Regions from separate parts of the Anser cygnoides genome. Here region 1 is linked to region 2. A link is a contact called in public Hi-C data. All regions are on one chromosome and are shown on one strand. Each heading gives the region's core, a stretch centred on a gene start, on an enhancer-like site or on the middle of the called end of the contact. The rest is flanking DNA. Distances are from core to core; before and after follow the strand shown.

Region 1 (2,700 bases), core at 94-2,593, 210 kb before region 2:
ACCAGTTTGGTTATGGAGTTGCAAAACTGTTGCAACCCGAAAAAAAACGCTATATGTTAAAGAAGGCAAAAATGTTTGCCATGGTGCCCGTGGGAAGAGGAGACCAGGCTGGTCCCAGGGCCACGAGAGGACAGTGGGCTTTGGGCCTGAGCTGCTGCTGCGGAGCAGGGTGAACACAGCGCGAGGCTGCTCCTTTTTGTTGCTGGTAATGTCACAGAAATACTTTAAACCAAGTAGTTGTTTCCCGGGTGAATTAGTTATTTCCCCCCCTTCATCCCTCCTCTCCCTCAGCACAGCTGTATTTTCACAGGATTGCATGATTATGTGCCCACAGCCAGCGGTCAGAGACCCAGTTCTTCACCGAGCTCTTGCCACTGGAGGTCCGGTTTTGCGCCCATGAAGGCAGCATGTAACTGGTTGGAAGGGCTGGTGTGGATGTGCTTGGAGCTCTCTGCACTCCCGTAGGCTTGCTTTGGTGGTGAGGGCTGTGCCAGAGCTGGCTTTTGTCTCCCATTATCTGCCCCTCTGATGCTGCTTCCCAGAAGGCAGCAATGAGGTTGAGGACCACATGCTGCCACTGCTCTTGGCTATGGGTTTAGATGGGATCCTCTTCTGGGTGAGCTTTACAATGGCATGTTTAATTCAAGCGTATCTTCAAAACTAATCAGGTTTGAGTGTGTGCTTGGGGACCTCCTGGAGCACAGGCTTGCCAGCCAAGGCTGGAGCAAGGCAGGTGGTGGCCATCCAAAGCTGAAGGGCTCTTTGGCTGCAGCAGCGTGGGCTCTGGGAGGCCAGGTGGGACCTGCCAGCAGCCTGGGCACGGGGCACTTGTTTGCAGCCAGTGCAGGACAGTGTCCCCAGGGCACAGCAGGTGTCAGTGGGGTGGGAGAGATGGGAAGCAATGGGCAGTGCTGCTGCCCCGGTTGCCCCATGCCGTTAATCCCCACCGCAAACCATGACTGACGCTGTGCAGAGCTCACCAAAGTGGGGAGGCACTTCAGTCTGCTTTGTGGAGATTTTGCCTCTGTACGTGGGAGGCTGAGTGCTGAGCCCTGCTCTGGATGGGGCACAGCTGAAGGCTTTCATGTACAGAACATTTCTCAAATTTTGGAGCTAGTTGATAGTTTTACCCAAAATGGAGACAAATTTTCAAGTGCAAGACACTTCTAGGCATAGCACAATGCTCCAGGCGGGGCAGATCTGCAGGGGGTGGAGGTTGCCCAGCACTGTTTGAGCTAGTTAAGCATTAACTACTAAATACACAGCAATGAAGTGACACTGTGGCCTGAGGACCCCAGGATTTCTGCTCCTGGGTAAGGGCTCTCACCAGTGGGTCACAGTAAATGTTTTAGGCCTGTGGCTTTCAAGTATTGAGACAGGTTGTGCTGAAGCCTAGAAATTATCTGAGAATAATAAAATAAAATAAAATAAAATAAAATAAAATAAAATAAAATAAAATAAAATAAAATAAAATAAAATAAAATAAAATGAAATAAAACACTAAATTTAATTTGAGACATCCTGTAAAAAGCTAGTAAGGGGCAGGAGGGTGTGCTCCTTGGTGAGGTCTGGGCCACCACGTGCCAGCACCCACAGGGGGGACGGGTGACAGCCAAGGTGACTGGAACGGTGTGTGCAGCACATCCACACCTGGGGCTGTGCCCATAGAAGTGCAGTATCTGAACGGGCTGGAAAAGACAGGAGGAAAGGCAAATTCTTGGCTGGTTCCTGCTGTGAAGGCCCAGGTCTTTGTGAGAAGGACAGCTGCTGTCCTCTTGGGTGAATTAAATTAGCGTTCTAACACAGGCATGAACTCCCCTACAAAGTGCAGTTCTCCGTTGTGGCAAGGTTCAAATTAAGACTTAAGGGCTATTTGCTAATCCTGATAAACAAACAAATGAAAAAATCCCTGCAGCTGAGAACCATCTCCAGAAAGCCCAGGCAGAGCTGGCTCCCCCACACCTTGCCCTGTGGCTTCCTTCCCTACTGGCCATGTGCAGACACACCATGTCCTTCTTTCACAGTGCCCTGCATGCAAAGAATAATATTGATTTCAAATTCTCTCTTGCAACAAGATAGAGAGTTTATTTTTGTACTTTTTCTTCCATAGATGCTACCAGCACAGTCTCAAGATCCTCAGCATATGCAAGATAAGGGGGGACAAGGCGGCAGTCAGGCACATCACAGTGATGCTAAGTGGCGTGAGGCTAGAAGTGCTGCAGTACAAGTAAAAATGAGAAACAATTTGGCCAGGTCACTGTCATGTTATTGGCACTGAAAAAGGGACCCTGCATCATATTACAAGGCCAGAGTGCCTGAAGTGATGGTGAGGGCACAGGGGGTGGTGGTGAGGATGCTCAGCCTGAACTCAGTCAGGGCTTAATCAGGCTTGGGAATAGTCCCCACGGGAGTTTGGTATGCAATAAAAAACAAATGAAAATGTGACAATATCCAGGAGAACCAGTTAGTTTTAAAACCCAAATGGCATTTTGGAGAGGAAGCTGTTCCCAAGACCAAGAGAACAGTCTGGTCCTTGGCTGCAGCTGGAAGGAGCCATGTGGGACTTGGTGTAAGGGAAGTTGTTGGCTAACAGTAGCAGTTTTCTGGTGCCAGAGAAGTTATTTTTCTACCTCATGTCTGACAGGATGGTTCAAAGTTCATCCTCTCACTTAACCTTTGCTCCAGCTCCTAATGAGTGTA
Region 2 (2,700 bases), core at 136-2,635:
AGCTGCCATAAAATCTGGTAAAAAAAAATAAAAAATAAAAAGGAGGAAAAAGAAAGAATAATAAAACTCCAGCTACTCTGTAGATTATGTCCCCAAAGTTTTCCATTGAGAGTCAAAATGCCTATTCCTCATGCTCAGCCAGTGTCTGAAGGATTAGACGCAGCATTATTGCATCTTGGTGGGAGCTTCGTGCTGAAACACAATATCCAGCATTTGTGTTCTAGGAGCATTGGCATGTACTGAAATAAAGGTGACAAACCTATCTTGGGGGAGAAGTCAGCATCTACATGTCCTGGGAGATGATCCAAACTAATTCATTCTCAGTCAAGAAATCCAGCATTTGGTGTCTTTTTCTGTTAGTGGAGGGTTTGCAGAAGCCTTTGCTGCTACATGTGCCTAGACTAATTGCACAGGTAGAGTGCTTGCGTGTTGGTTACCTGCATACGAATAAAGGCAATATTATGAGTAAGGTCAGCTGATGTTACACATTGGGTGCATACTCAGGGAGTGAATACTGCAATCACTTTAAGAGTCTCAGTGTAATTACTGTCAACAGTAAGATATAAAAGCAGGATTTTGCTTTACCAGAAGCTAGTGATCCAGTCAGTTTAAATTATCACCCTGCTCAAAAGCAGTATTTGCAGACCGGCAGGGTGAGCCCTGAGCAGCTAACATGTCCCCTGAGTTTAGCAGGAAGAGCTGTGGTGCCAGCACCACTTCTGCTGGTCAGAGACATCTCCTCTGTGTTTTGCAGTACAGAGAGCAACAAATAAATCGCAGTTTATATTTCTGAATCTTCTGCCATATACATTAATGCCTCTGCTATTACAGTGGTGGCTTGTCATGGTGAGTAATGCAGTGGGGCCACAGTGCAATGGAAACAGAACTGATCTGCAATAACATAATGAATATGGCAATGCAATGGGTTTAGGTGGTAACAAGACCAGGGCAGGAGGTTAATGATTAAGCTTCTGTTGGGGTTGGAGAGAGAAACAACAAAGAAGCAATGCAACAGCTCCCAGGCTGGAGATCGATGGGCAAAATCATCGGGTTTAGAGATCCTTCCACAAAGAAATTGCAAATGTTTCTCCTCATGTTATGAACTTGTAAGAGTTAATTTGCAAGTTAAGCCCTTTGAAAAAAGGAGTGGAATAGTGGAAGTGCACTTGACCAAAGCTGTCTAGGGAAGACATAAACAGAACAGGAGAGAAGAGAGGCTTTTTAGAGGCAATCTGAAAAGATTATCAGCGGTGCGAAATAGTATTACTCGCACAAGTTATTAACACCAGCTTTTTAACGTTTTCATGTTATGTTTTTCTTCATTTTTTTTTTTTTTAATTAGTGATGTTTTGCTTTAGTCAGGCACTAAACTGCTTATCCATTGTCACCTGGGCAGTTCCTGGCCGGGCTGCAGTGCAGGGAAGTGCTCTGGAAACAGCAGCTTCCTGCTCCATTCACCTCACCCTGAGAGCTAGAGGAGACCTATAGCTGCAAGGGGAGAGCTCTGGGAGCTGTGAGAGCACTCTGGGGATATGCAGTCTCCAGCGAAAAAGGGTTTTGCAAGTGGTAGCACTTATGTTTAGTGCCACCATTATTAGTTCAGCAACAGCAGGTTGTTGGACATAACTTGCTTTCCTTTTGTTCATCTCCATGTGCACATTCATCCCAAATCTTTTCCATGCAGACAGGCTGGAATATGAGGGGGAATGTGGAAGCTCCTCCAGTGTCACTATATAGAAAGGCAAAGCATTTGCCATTCTTCAGACATTAATTTTTTGCTCCCAGATTAGAAACAGAAGAGCACATCAGAAGAACTTTATTCTTTCCTTTTTGCTAATTACTTGTCTGTCCTGCAGGAAATACTCCATTTCCTGCTTGGAAATACACCTGCATGATGTTACACCAGCTGAGGTTAAGAAACAAATGGAGTTTTCCCACTGAATTCCCTCCTCACCTGAAATCACCTACTCCTCTTATGCTTAATCTGTCTTCAGGGCCACTACTGCTCTGTGCAGTCCCACTGTAGCCTTCCCACCTCTGCTTCTGGGGCATTTTATTCCTCCTTTTCCAGCTTCTCATTTTTCAGAAAGGGAGCCTGTCACAAGGCCATTTGGGCAGTGGTCTGTCTACCTGTGTTGTCCCTTCAACAGTGTTTGAATCCCTTGTCTACCTTTTAGCAACGTGTAACTGAAGGCTAGAGGTCTCAAAGGCATTGGCTCCTTAATAGCTTTCGTGAAAATGGACAGCTGGACAGAGCAAGATCTCTCCTGCGTATTTCCCAAGGGAAAGGATGCAGTGCAGAATAGTTCTTATTTATCTGGGAACCTATGCAAAGAAATAAATTCCTAGAAAACTCGGATTTGGTATTATTGCTGCTCAGGGGACTGGTTCTTTGCAATGAGGCTACTAAAGCTGATTTTCGCTCTGCATGCTGGTACTGTTTTTCAAATATCATCAGCTAGGAGGAAATTTTCAGTGTTATTGTTTAGTAAAAGTCCCTCTACTGTCTTTGTACCTGTGGCTCTGCATCAGACAAACATTTTTACTGAGCATCTTCTAACGATATCTTCCAAGTCACTGGCCTCAGACAGACACGTGAGTCTGACTTATCAGTATGGGTAAGTTCACCTCACCTAAACCTAAGTTACATCTGCCACAGCACTGATGAGTCTCCCCATAGATTTCTGTCTCTCAACAGCT

The links. Hi-C and Micro-C count contacts between places; a contact is called where the count stands out from the background.
Region 1: a Hi-C map of liver shows a contact between it and region 2, with 1.8 times the contacts expected there. The contact joins two enhancer-like sites. A contact is called at or near these places in 2 of 7 Hi-C or Micro-C datasets (both in liver).

What each region holds. Positions count from the first base shown.
Region 1 is chrZ:68,707,779-68,710,478 of Taihu_goose_T2T_genome, reverse strand. No RefSeq gene overlaps it. Among named protein-coding and RNA genes, the nearest start is that of PLCXD3, 53 kb to the right of the region's middle. Within about 2 kb of position 1,343, at least 1 of the 3 cell types and tissues checked has open chromatin away from gene starts, as enhancers often do. A contact at or near this core is called in liver, where this site is marked.
Region 2 is chrZ:68,500,011-68,502,710 of Taihu_goose_T2T_genome, reverse strand. No RefSeq gene overlaps it. Among named protein-coding and RNA genes, the nearest start is that of C7, 28 kb to the right of the region's middle. Within about 2 kb of position 1,385, at least 2 of the 3 cell types and tissues checked have open chromatin away from gene starts, as enhancers often do. A contact at or near this core is called in liver, where this site is marked.